Regions from separate parts of the Mus musculus genome. Here region 1 is linked to region 2. Evidence: chromatin contacts called from public Hi-C data. All regions are on one chromosome and are shown on one strand. Each heading gives the region's core, a stretch centred on a gene start, on an enhancer-like site or on the middle of the called end of the contact. The rest is flanking DNA. Distances are from core to core; before and after follow the strand shown. Region 1 has its middle 27 kb from the start of Gm36521. Region 2 holds the start of Uox (urate oxidase).

Region 1 (6,229 bases), core at 2,361-4,860, 110 kb before region 2:
ACTTAGTGTCTGAGTTTAAATTAAATCAACTTTAATTAGAAAGCCCAAACAAGACCAAGTAATTATGTTAATATCCATGCTTTAAGCAGCCAGGAGCATTGTATTCCCCAAGCTGAGAATGATGCTCAGCCCCGCTTGATGCTTTGTTAGTCAGGACAACACGTGGCAAATGCAACCTACTTTCCCCTACTAAGTTGTGTGGCAACTGGATAATCAAAGTGACCCTAATCCTCAAAGTCACTTATAAACGGTATTTTGAGTAAGGGTTTTGGGAACTGATTGGGTCATGAAGACAGCAGCTCTTAAATTTAACCAATTAATGAATTCATGGGTCATTGCTCTTGGGGTGTCAAGGTGGTTCAGTGGGTAAAAGTAATTATTCCTAAGTCTGTTGAGCTATTGTAGATCCCCGAGACTCTCGTGGTAGGAGATAACAACGTCCTCAAGTTGTCTTGTGACTCTACATACTCGTGAACACCCATATACATTCATTCATGCACACATACTCAATTAATTTTTGAACATATTTCTCTATTGTGGGTTAACTTGGAATGCCTGTAGAAAGAAGCCTTTGTTAAAGGGCAGGGGTAATAGGGCCTGTTATGGAGGAAGAAAGGCAAATCATGTGTTAGGAAGATTTCAGTGGGGTAAGGACTGGGAGACAAGGAAAGGTGGGGTGAAGAAAAGGCAAAGCAACACAAAAGGTGCCAGAAAGATCCATGTGAAACCTATGCCTTCATAAGCTTCCGAAGAAATGTATTTAAGACTTTGAATGGAATTACCTTGTGCTCCTCCTGAAAGACATAGATAGCAAACAAAAGTCCCAGCACCAGATGTGTAATATCCCCATCTGCATTATTGAGCAAAGGAATCCCCAAAATCTTAAAAAAAACAATACAAGAATTTGCCATTGCTCTTGGTTGCCCACCAGAACACGACAATAAGACCCTATCACTAAAGATGCCATGCGTTTTTGTCACGGGACACGGAAGCTTCCACCCCACCGTTTAGGTTGCACAGAGTCAGAGGGTGCCATGCAAGGACCTGGGAAAGAAGCCATCAACAATCTTACCTGGCTGTGAACCAAGCAAGCTACAACAAAGACCAGCCTGGCAAGAAACACACACACACACACACACACACACACCAATGTAGCCGTGGCATGGATAATGTGGGAGTAACCAACTACTTCCTAACTGGATTTAAGGTTGGCTCTCCTCATAGAACTCATGCCTGGTGTTATCCGCCATGGCTGAGACCTCATGGCTGGGCTTCTCAAGGTCCTGAGGGAGAAGCTGTCATTATTATTTTGACGGGTGATAAAGTGTCAGACTTTCTTCTCAATGCTTACTTGTACTCCCATAGATTACTACATCTTTCAGCCCTCATCAGGGAAGCTGCTTTTTGCAGTGGATGATGGTTAATCCTGAGCCTCACAAATGGTCAAAGTTTAGAGAATAAGGGACCACGGAGTGTCCAGCGCTAAATGGGACATGGATATTACACACGAGAGAGACAGACACAGAGATGGAGACAAAGAGCCAGGGAAGCTCGTGGACTATCATAGAATAGGACACAGAGAGAAAGACTTTAAAGTGCCAGAGGTTGGTTAGGACCACTGCACAAAAAAAAAAAAAAAAAAAAAAAAACAAAACAAAATGACAACAACAACAACAACAAGCCTTTTGGATGTGACACAGCCAGTTCACTTAGACCTCATAGCAACTGCAAGTACCTACACAAGATCAAGCTGGTTAGTATCCCAGCATGGCTGGGGTTGTGGGGGACTCACCAGGTCCCATCCCTAGCTAAGGAGCTATTGGTAGTTGATGATTACTGGGTGGTTGGGTTATTTCTCTTCATGTGTATGGCCCCTAATAGGCTTCCTTTGGCCCCAGTGGATGATCCAACACCCATGCACAAACAGGTAGCAATAATTTGATTCAGTGATCTATACATTTTTTTTCTAAAGTAAGAGTAAATGAAGTGAGAGAATAAAGTAGACTGATGTGCCAAGGAAGAGTTGGTGGAGAGGTGTGGAGGGTTGTACGATCAAAACACATTGGATACATATATGAAATTCCCTCAGAATAAAATACAAAATAATTTGAGCTTTCTCTGCCATGTGCACCAGCTCAGGGCTTTGCAGAGAGTCCTCAGCAACAGGAAGTTCTACAGCCAGAGTCCAGTCCTAGCAGATAAACACTCCCACACCTGAGGTTCAAGGGACAGGGAGGGAGAGGGGGCAGACAGACTGTAAAAGCCCAAGATGCGGGAGTTTTCTGAGACCATGTATCCTAGTAACATCAGAAGCTGTACTCATAAAGTCTTACCAACACCACAGCCAAAGTGGGAGCGGAACAGAAGGACACCTACAGAAATGACAAGCTGGGCAGGGAAGCCATGAGGCTGTACCCCAACACAAAGGACTGAAGCAACTGATAAAGCTGGGAGCAGGAGAAGTGTCTCCAGGCAGAGCACACATGTTGTCCGGTGCCCAACGATCAGCTCTGAAAACATACGCCCAAGTAACATCATATGAACTCAACAGGTTCTATTTAGCAGTATATGTGTATGTACAGCGACATAAATGCATTCTATAACATTTACATTTGATGAGCAGAGAAGGGTTGTGTGAGAGGTTGGAGGGAAGAAGGTGTTGTGTTAGAAAGCTGCTCATTTCTGGACAAATCACTCCAGGCCAACAACAAATCAACTCCAGGTTTTGTTTCGGGGGAGCGAGAAAGGGAAGAAAGAGGAAAAGGGGGTAAGGGGTCGGGGTCTCTGCCTTTTATTCAGGCTGTGAGGTAGATACACCACTTCACACAGGTGAGGCACCCACAGGTTAGGCGTATGCAGGGAGTGTGTGGCGGTTGCCAAGGCAACAGATGCAAGAGGGTCCTTGCTGCCTAGGGTGACATCATCACTGGATTCGGAGGCTGACCTTAAAGCCGTTTCTAATGCCAACAGAAGGGGAAGGGAGAAACATTGTCAATATATCAAAATCTCAAAAATAAGTTGAAAAAAATTTAAAAAAGCATTTCCAACCATCATGAAAGCTGACAGATATGTAAATTCAGCCATAATCTACTGGTGTTGGCTCCCTGCAGTGGGGCACCAAAATCCCCAGTTCACAGTCTTGAGATTTAAACAAATTATTGTCAGTATTTTAAAAAAGAAGTTCCACATTAAATGTAGCCTTTTAACTTTACATCTTCCAAACTCCAGAAACCTGAGTAAACGTTTGATTTTTTGCAAGGCACCCTTGTGGTATTCAATCATAGTAACAACAAAATAAGGTGAGTAAGACTTATGACAATGTCCAGGGAAGAGGAAGAGGAGGAGGAGGAAGAGGAGGAAGAGGAGGAGGAGGAGGAGGAGGAGGAGGAGGAGGAGGAGGAGGAGGAGGAGGAGGAGGAGGAGGTAAAAATGGTGGTTAGCTGGCAAAACCACACAGAATGGGAAGTGGTGTGGCTGTAAACAGAGCCCTGGCAAGGGAAAGACACTTGCCATGTTCAGAGCTATCTTTGCAAGCTAGGACATCCAGCACCTGACTCTGCCCTGCCTGTCACTCACATCCTTCCTTCCCTAGATTTGAGCATCTCCGTTGCTTGGAAACTCACATAAGGCCTGAAGGAGAAGCACTGAACGCCAGCCAATCCTCACCCGCTATGGCTGCTTTGATTGCCTCTGTGGCATTTCAAGGTGAAAGTCTATATTTATCCACATCCTTTGGCTTCCTCTGAAACATTTCAGACAGCCTCCGTGAGGCTCTGAAGTCCCTCCTGCCTCCGCAGGACCCCGTGTCCTCACATTCTGACCTTTCCAGAGCTTCTCTTTGGGGGTCCTACTCTCTGGGACAATGACCAGCCTGGGGGCGGAAGACAACTCTGATCATGTCTGCTTTTCCTTTGGTCTCTCATATTCCATTGCATAGCCGCAGACAGGAGAACCATGTAAGATTTGAGTATCACATAAATAACAAGCTTTTCCAGATATTGTACTGTCATTATGAGCTCTTTCCTTGAGAAAAAGGCAGACTGCCCCCGGCAGCTTTCATCCACCTACTCCTTTTTCTCTTCGCTTAGTTAGAAAAAAAAAAAGCCACTGTGGTGGGAAAACTCACTTTGCAAGAATCCTACGCCCGAAGGGCCGTCTGGCTACTGCAGAAAGCTTTCCTTTGACAGGAAAATGAACAATTTCATAGTCTTTAAGGAAATAAAAACAGTTTCTCGCTTTTTTTTTTTAGAAATGGGAAAAACAGGAGGAGAATTCTAAGGGTGGGGGTATATTTAAGCATTCCCAATATGTGGATGTGTGTGTGTGTGTGTGTGTGTGTGTAGCAGGAAAAGGCCATTTGACTCTTCCCCGAAGGATTGGATTCAGGAATATGCTCCTGTTTCGTATATTTCTCTCTCTAATACATAATCAGCTTGTAAAACACAGATCCACCACGGAAGTGTCTCTGTTATTCTAGGATGCTACCACAGGTGGCTGTCCAGTAAGGACACGGGGAACTGAGAACTGTGATCATCAGTTACTCACAGAGTAACTCTGAGTTCAAGTTCTCACCACTCACCGCTCATCTACACATCTGTAAAGTAGAAACCGCGTGCCTTTCCCCATTGCTTGGTCGGCAGTAGAGCGATGAGAACATCGAATTTCTGGTTGGGTTTGAACAGGATCCGAAGCAATCAGTACATGATACAAAGTGGACAGACTGCTCTGCAGCGGGCTTCTCAGACATTTCTCATCATAGCTCCGGCGTGCCCAAGATACCACCATGCCACCATCAGCTTTTAAACCAGGTATATAAACCAAACACTTACTAACACTAAATGAAAAGACATTTATTTGAAAACAGTTCTTTGGTAGACATATAATTTTGCCACTTATTAAATCAAAACCAAATCTACATTCTGATGAAGAGACCGATCTGCTTATTTATTCTCATGCAAAGGCTTGACTTGTGACCGAATATTTGACTCTGAAAGACATGAAGTGTCTTTAAAAATGTTCAGCATTAATTGATATTTTGGTTTTATAATTGTCAGTGCTGAGAATCCCCGCTCCACATAAATAGACAGGACAAGATGACAAACATATGTTTAGGGACATTTCAGAAATCATTGGAAATGCTTTCTTATTACAAAGCCAGAACTCATTTCACAGTTATTTATGCAACCCAACTCAGCAGCTCAAACGCTCTAACTCAATACAATCCAAAGACAGATTCATTTGATGCAAGCTAAAGAATGGCAGTAGGGAATATTAAAAAGTTGTTGTTGTCCATAATTAAATCATTGTTTCCATACGAGCAGAGAACTTGGCATGCCCAGTAAAAACACTGCAGTTCTTCTCACACATAGTCTCCAGTCTGAGCTGGGATGTTCGAGATGTGCTGTTCGCTAGTGCTGCACTGCCTGACATGTATAGAAGGTCCATTTGTGTGTCAACAGCAAGGCTCTTGGGAATCTACATATATGACACAGGTGCACGCTGCCAGAAACATCTCCGGTTCATTCCACATTTCTTATGAACTAACGTTGGATCGTTGCATGTTCACAAACCTTTCCATGTTTCTAAACCTTTTCATGACTCTCATTCATTTACATGATCTCCTCCGGGCTTAGGGCTCACACTATAAGAAACTGTGCTCATCATGAGGTACGTAGCGAACGTAGCTACAGGGATGGTAGTAATACAAACAAACAAGCTATCTAGAAAATATCATTCAGCACAGATTGGAACATAAAACAACAACACAAAATGAGAGGACACAGGTCCTTCGAACAGACCCCCTCAGTGTCCTTCCTGAACTTAGTCTAGACTCCCTTCATCAGTAATTTGAAGCTGAAAGTTCTAGAAATACAGCATATTAGAATCAGACATCTTAATCCTTATTCACAACACACCAGCACTGTGGGTTCATTTAATGTTCTCCATCCCTCTCAAAGCAGCTCCCTGGGGCCTCTCCTTTCCTTGCTTTGCCACCATACCATCCCCTGAATTTGTCCTGACATTACTGACTTGAACTGAGGCCCACTTCCTGCCTACTGAATTACTCCAGTGTTCTTAGTCATTCATTCCCATGACTAAGCCTCAGAAAGACACCCTGTCTATAAAGAGATTATGTCTAGGTTCCTTGGGTAACAAGAGTTGTCACTTGCTCTGGCCCTCCCCTCCCAAGCTGGCTTTATCCTTGCTTGTCTCCCATGTTAGGCCGACA
Region 2 (7,001 bases), core at 149-2,648:
GTGTCTTTCCGGACCTTGCAATGAAATTGGATTTAGCAAATGAAACCTAAACACAGATGTCCTTCAGTCCCACTCGCAGGAAGGTAAGGATGGCTAACACTTAAGGGTCATTTACTAAAATGTCACGAGCCCAGCACTGCAATGTGTGCACGGCAAAGAGGAAAGCGCAGAAATTATCCTCTGCCCTGATCACAAAGCTGCCGTTAGGTTCCAGAAGTGAAAACGAGCTGCTTATGTTCTCAAAATGATTCGACAAAGCCAGCACATGACGTGCCCAATATTGTACCTTTCTTAAAAGAAGTGAATGATACTTTTTTCATTTTAAAATAAATTAAACTTCATGCAAGGAATATTTTTATTGTTCACAGCAATTGAAATTGTTTTTCTGAGCACTATTATAACCTATAAATCAAAATGCAGGAAAGGCAGGAAGAACGTTTGTTGATTTACTTGATTCTGGCAGCTCTCTGGTAGAAAGCTGCTGGTCTGCTGGATTAGAACATCATTCAAGCTGTTCTCAGGGCAGTGGGTTGAAATTTTAGGATGAACCTGCACTGCCAACAAACTTGTTTAAAGTATAAGTTCTGGGAGCCTGGAAAATAGCTCAGTTTATAAAGTACTTGCCACCCAAGCATGGGGATCCGAGTTCAGTCCCCCAGAAGCCACATTTAAAAGGCTGGCCATGGTGGCAAGCACCTATAAGAGGATTTCTAGGGCTGATGGGCCAGCCAGCCCAACCAAGATAGTGAACGCCAGGCCAGTGGAAATCCTTACCTCAAACAATTAAGACAGAATGATTGAGGAAAACACCCAATATGAACTTCAGACCTCACTCACACACATACACATGCTATTGTACACACACACACACACACACACACACACACACACACACACTGGATTCCTGACCCCAGCTGGAGGGAGCCCGATTCTGATCATTTGAGATAAAGCCCAGAATTCTGCTCTTTTGTGGGTAACACAGATAAGGTGAGTTTTGTCAGTGGGTCATAGCACTCCTTGGTCCTCTGTCTTAGGAGAAACAGAGCCACAAGCCCTTCCTTTCCTACAAATGAGAGTCCTGAAGAATACCAGCAAGGCTAGTCCATAGAAGTGACCTGATCTTCAGGGCTCTGGTTTGGTCTGGGTCTCCAAGATGACTCCAATCTGAGTCTATAATCATGGAGAGACAGAGCAGAGCCACCGTGATTCCCAGGCATGAAGTGACTAAGCATGACAGCTGAGTGTAGATTCGAGAAAAGTGAAAAAAATACTTGCAGATGTATGTGTATCTATCTACCTTTCCCTCCTCTCACCTTTCCGTAGTTGTCATGGTAATGGGCCATTTTTCCCTCAGCCTTTAACTTCAGGTTCGATTTCAAGAATGAGACGGAATGGTGTGAAGCGAAGAGTGGTTGGTAAAGGGTTTTATTTAACCCCGAAGAGTAGGCGATCAATACTGCCCTGATTGCATAGTGGACAGTGAGACACAAAGGCCTTTCAAAGCCAAATGCCTCGCTGAGTGGTCAGAACCAGGGGTGTGTGGAAGATAATGTCAACATTTTTGCTGAAACTCAATTGAATTTGCTCTTAGTTTGAAGCAACCTTCAGAATAGTGGTTAGAAGTTATTCCCTTAAAGACAGGGGTTATTATAGGTTATTAACCTATTACATAGGCTACTATAGGACAGATCCTAATTATTAAGAAGGCAAAGGCTTTGTTGTTTCTAGCTAATGTATGAATTACATGCATTTACACGTACGGATAGTCAACTAGAAGAGAAAAGAAACACGGAACACACCTTACTCAACATCTGTTTGTCAGGAATTCCTTTTCTCGAGCGCTTCACATTATTGAACTCACATCAAAGAGTTAACTACATGGGTAGCTGAGTAAATACCCCTTTCCCTCCAGATTTTTCTATGACTTTTGCAAGCTAGTCGACAACTGAGCACAAAGGCTCCCAGAGTCACACTGGAATGTTGTGACAGAACCCATCAGATGACATGGGACTCAGCCTCTTCTGTTTGTGCCCAAACAGTGAACAGCAAAAGTGAACCGACCCGCAAGGGAGCCAACGCGGCCTGAGAAAGACCTGACACTCTGACTCCACAGTCCCCTGCATGGAATGAAGGCCACAGATAGAAAATGACAGCAAAGCCTCTAAGAACAGTTCTTTCTTTGCTCTTCTTTGCCCTCTCTGGGGTCCTGGGGACACCAGAAATCTCATGCAGAAATGAATATGGTGAAGCTGTGGACTGGTAGGTAAAAGAAATGGGTGATTTAAATGTGCAAATAGAAAGTCTGGGACTGTCTCTGGTGACCCTAAGGAAAACCTCCACCAGGCTTCCTCCCTTTAAAATGAAAGAGACTGGGGCTGGGGATATGGCTGGATTGGCAGGATGCTTGCTTAGCATGCATGAAGTTCAAGGCTCAGTCTCTAGTGACACATAAACTGGGCAGGATGGCACACATGTGTAATCTCAGCACGTGGCCTGGGGGGGGGGGGGCAGAGTTCAAGAACATCCTCAGCAATGACATGAGTTCTAGGCTAGCCTGGCTTGTAACAGATAGTGTGTTAAATAAATGAATAGATGCATTAATTAACTTAAAAGAACGAGATTAAAGTGCGTAAACAGGCTCAATTCCCAGGTGGAGCTGTCTGCCGAGTGTGTGAGATAGCCCTGAGAGCTGGCTGCCAAGTGTGTGAGATAGCCCTGAGAGCTGGCTGCCGAATGTGTGAGATAGCCCTGAGAGCTGGCTGCCAAGTGTGTGAAATAGCCCTGAGAAAGTGCCAAGCAGCTTTCTGGAGCCTGAGTCGGTCAGTACTCTTGGGAGGACAGGGCTGGGAGGCAGAAAGGGACAGAGCTGATAACTGTCAGCTGGCAATGTCCTTTCATTGCATGTACCTGAGACACAAGGCTGGCAAAGCTTGTGACCTTTTCTAAAGCCGAGCTGTATCTTTCTTCTGATGGGGACAAGAAGAAGCGCTTGATGGTGCCCAGCATTGTTTGGCTAACCTTCGTTCACGAGGCAACCCAGGCAGTAGACAGGAGGTTATTGGTCTCTAGCACAGTGTCAAAGAGATGAACTACACTAAGTCTCTGTGGTGAGACCCTCCTAGGAGCTGTGGCCACATTGCTGTGCTTCAGCTCTGGAGTTCGAGTCTGCCGTGGTGGTTGACGTCATAGTGTGACGTTCAGGCTAAAGATCAGTTCAGTCTTTCAGCGTTTATAGGTTCTGACTAGGCCCTGCCCCAAGTTTTAAAGACACACGTATAAAAAACACATAGTTCCTTCTGTCGAGGGGCTCAGATTTGTGGGATAGACATAGGACATTGGGGAGTACACAACCCGGAAGGCTTCCTCGAAGAAGTAATTTTGAGCTAAGTTTTAAGAATAATTATTAAATTGTTTTTAAAAATAGTGAGGAGATGCCATGGGAGTTCCAGCCAATAGAGGGTCAAAGAAATTGCAGAATCCAGGAGCAGCCTGTCGAGTTTGTCATTTGAAGTGGTGTCGTGTGCAGAGGTGTCTGCAGACAAACCACAATGGGGGGCATAGGTCATGAAGGACTTCCTGGGCTGTGCCTTGGGATTTGAACCTGATGTTTGAAAGGGAACTGCTGAAGGACTTGGAACAAGATGGTGACATATTCTGCTGTGCATGCCAGTAATGCAAAAGGCAGATGGGAGAAAAATAGCCCAGAACCATAGAGTGAACGGAGTTCATAGTATCATAGACAAGATGTGAAGACCCAAATAAGAGGTGGCAGTGGAAAGTGGGGGGGGGGGGCAAATTGGGATTGATAGCATTTTTTTATTTATTTTATTTTATTTTATTTTAGTCACAACTGAATGGGTATATTACTTAGAAATACGTGTCATAAGGCAAGCATAGCTGCTTAGCAGAGAAGTTGCTGAGCTGTCACAAAGTGAGCATAGTCCCTGCCGTGTGTCAGGACCTGGCCTTGGGAGTAAGAAGGCAGGACACTGGAACACAAGTGTAAGTCTGTAGAGAACTTGGCAAAGAGAGGGTAATGTTCTTGGGAAGACCATTGCATTGTAATGATGTATGTATTATGTTTGGCTTACAGAGGCTCTTGGGGTTAATTACAGGGTTTCAAGCTATTATAATATATTTGCCTAGACCAACAGTTTTTTAAATTAGGGGGAATTTGCCCTTGGAGAACTTTTGACAAAGTCTAGAGACAATTTTGAGCATCACAACAATGGGATACTAAAAGTGAAGGGACAGATATCTTACAGGACACAGGCCAACTCAGTAAAAATTAGTTTGACCACAATGGGCCTACAGCACATAAGAAGGCCTGGACTGGGTGATCCAAGGCTGGCTGAAGTCTATGTAGGTCCAACCACTTGTTTTCACTGGGAAATATTCAAATAACAAGTAGAAAACAATAGATGCAGAGAGAAAAGACCTGCTTCAAAGACTTACGGAGCAAGTCCTTAGTCCAGAGCATTCTGGGAAACAACTGAAGAATGTTGCTGAGGACCAAGCCTCAAGAATGCCTCCACCTCTGCCTAAGCCCACGCCCAGATCTCATACCCACCTGAGTAGACCCAAAGAGACCAGGCCAAGCACTGTGGAAGGAGAGAATCCAAAGTTCCCCAATGCTAACCTAGCCTGTGACCTTCTCTTCCCTGTGGCCACTGGGGTGATGGGGACAACAGAGAGAATCACTCCCAGGACACATGGGCTTTCATCTCATGGGCTCCAGCCCCTAGGCCAGCTGATGTTGTAGAATATATGCCACCCATACCAAGCTTGTCCTCACTAGAGAAAGGCAAAAAGAAGAGATGGAGGGATAGGCAGAAGCCTCGAGCCTTCCCTTTCCTTACAGGCCTCCCGTGAAACACCAACGGATATATAAGTGTTTAACAGAAAGTGTCGTCAGAAGAGCGGTCAATAAATGATAACAGATCATAACTTTTTGCTCTGTTAGGTTTATCTTTTATAAGTTACCCAAAAGGACTAGCAAGGCAAGTGAAGAGGCGGGGCTGCAGTACCTGTACCTGGACTCCACAAGACAAACCTGGAACAAGAGCCTCTACCTGATTAACAGCACCAGGAGTGCTCTGGGGAGGACCTTACAGCATCTGTATGACACACATAATTCCACGGTAGGTGACAGTCAACCATTTGTGGAGACCATAGATCAAAAAAGGATGTTTGGTGTATGTGTACATATACATATACATATACATATACATATACATATACATATACATATACATATACATATACATATACATATACATAATCTTACCTAACCCCAGAAACTTGCGATAAGCTCGCTCAGAACTAGGCTAGGACCACTTAATCAACCTGACCAAGGCTTTAAGAAACACATCATCATAAGCCACACCAATGTCAAATCGTTGGCTCACTTTATTAAAACAAAGAATAACCCCTGTGCTGTGCACAGGAACACATGAACCAAGTAAAAGCAGCCCAGCAAGGCAACTCTTTTTACAAAAAGGGTGTGCAGAGACCAGAACTGGGCTAGCTAGTACACTTGGCCAAGATGGCTTCCATCTTTTATCCCAGAATAGATGATGACACAGAGAAAACCATGAAGGTTCAGGAACTAGAAGTCCTTGACGCGCTAACTACCTTTGGTTAAAACAAAACAAAACAGTTTCTCACAATTTGGCCCCACGTGCTACGGCAACACTGGGGAAGTTGTGAACTTCCCCAGTTTGGAAGTTTTCAGGCTGTCAGACCTCTGCCAACTCACTCAGCACTCATGCGTCTAAGAGAAATGAGGTTAAGAGCCCTCTCCTGTTGCCGGGCAATACAGGTCTGCAAGCATTATGTCTTAAGTTATAGATTGTTTGAATCATGGTGTTGATGAGTCAAGCAAAAGTTCCTCTGGGTTTTCCTTTTAATTAACTATTTTCAGAAGTGTAGGCAGACAGCTCAGGCCTTAGCTTGAGGGGACCAAACCTGGCTCACCCAAGGGATGACAAAGCCCGTTACCTAGATGTTAGGTAATGAACTGAATGAAGACCTGCCTCAGGGTGACCAGCCCTGCAATATTCTGGGATCTGCCTGTTTTACAGTGACTGCTTCCCAAACAGTAAAACCAAGCCATATTTGGCACACAGTTTCACCCCATGAATGCATTCCCTGACAGTGATGGACATATTTAAAATGACTCTTCCTATACTATACTATTTCTATAAGATGCTAGATTCATTGCTGGGGTTTTGCCTGTTAAATACTGTAATGCTCAGCACAAGACTGCTTTAGCTTCCATTGCTAGTGCACAAATCTACCTGAATATTCACCCGGGAGCTGTCACTGTGTGCAGAGACATTTATTTTACCCACCTGCCATTAAAAGCAAGCTTGAAGCAAAGTTCCACGTTAAAATGACTCTGTAGGCTGTTTGAATACAAGGGATGTGCAAAGCACTGTTTCAGGTGTTTTTCAACGTGATTTAGTCTCGACAACAACCCCGTTTTTGAATAACCAGGCTATTATGTAAAATGAAAACTGATTGAGCCGCTTCTGTTTCCAAGGTCGGTGATGGCAACCTGGAACAGAAGCCATTACTGAGAAAATAAACCCTTGCATTGTTCTCGTCTCTGTGGCTGGGACTCCTGGAGCAGAGAAGAGAAAAAAAAAAAAAAAATAACATTGCCAGGCCACTTTAGTTGGAAGAGATGTGAAATTGATTCTCAGATTGGCAGATCCCAGGGATGACCTGGGACATGCAAAGGCAGCCCAGGGCCTGTGATAGAAAAGGTATAACCTAGCAAAACAAAGATGGTGCAAGGGTCAGGTGTGATTCACACCTATAATCCTAACCCTGTGATTAAAGCAGGGGGATGACTGTGAGTTCAAGGCCTGCCTGGGATCTGTGTGAATCTGTCTGGGTTACAGACTAAAATCTTGCCCACCTTCACCCTAAAACTAAAGGAATCAAGGAATTAAAGAGTGTGAGAGAAATAAAGAGGAGCTTTAGAGGCTGCCTAA

What was found. A called contact is a pair of places that touch in the nucleus more often than the background predicts.
Region 1: a contact with region 2 is called in a Hi-C map of cortical neurons, with 2.2 times the contacts expected there. The contact joins the enhancer-like site here to the promoter of Uox in region 2. A contact is called at or near these places in 4 of 39 promoter capture datasets (the 3T3-L1 cell line, the HPC-7 cell line, HPC-7-derived erythroid cells and 1 more), 5 of 484 Hi-C or Micro-C datasets (cortical neurons, embryonic fibroblasts, nephron progenitors and 1 more), 3 of 115 datasets of contacts at active chromatin or transcription factors (the 230-238 cell line, bone marrow-derived macrophages and embryonic stem cells) and 5 of 9 other capture datasets (adipose tissue, embryonic stem cells, liver and 2 more).

The regions. Positions count from the first base shown.
Region 1 is chr3:146,709,137-146,715,365 of GRCm38.p6, reverse strand. No RefSeq gene overlaps it. Among named protein-coding and RNA genes, the nearest start is that of Gm36521, 27 kb to the right of the region's middle. Within about 2 kb of position 3,610, at least 38 of the 459 cell types and tissues checked have an H3K27ac peak or open chromatin away from gene starts, as enhancers often do. A contact at or near this core is called in bone marrow-derived macrophages and cortical neurons, where this site is marked.
Region 2 is chr3:146,591,546-146,598,546 of GRCm38.p6, reverse strand. It overlaps Uox (urate oxidase), which reads right to left and starts at 1,398. Exons shown (of 8, transcript NM_009474.5): 1 at 1,314-1,398. The coding sequence starts at 1,343. It overlaps Dnase2b (deoxyribonuclease II beta), which reads left to right. Exons shown (of 7, transcript NM_019957.4): 2 at 2,040-2,259; 3 at 4,964-5,141. The coding sequence starts at 2,147.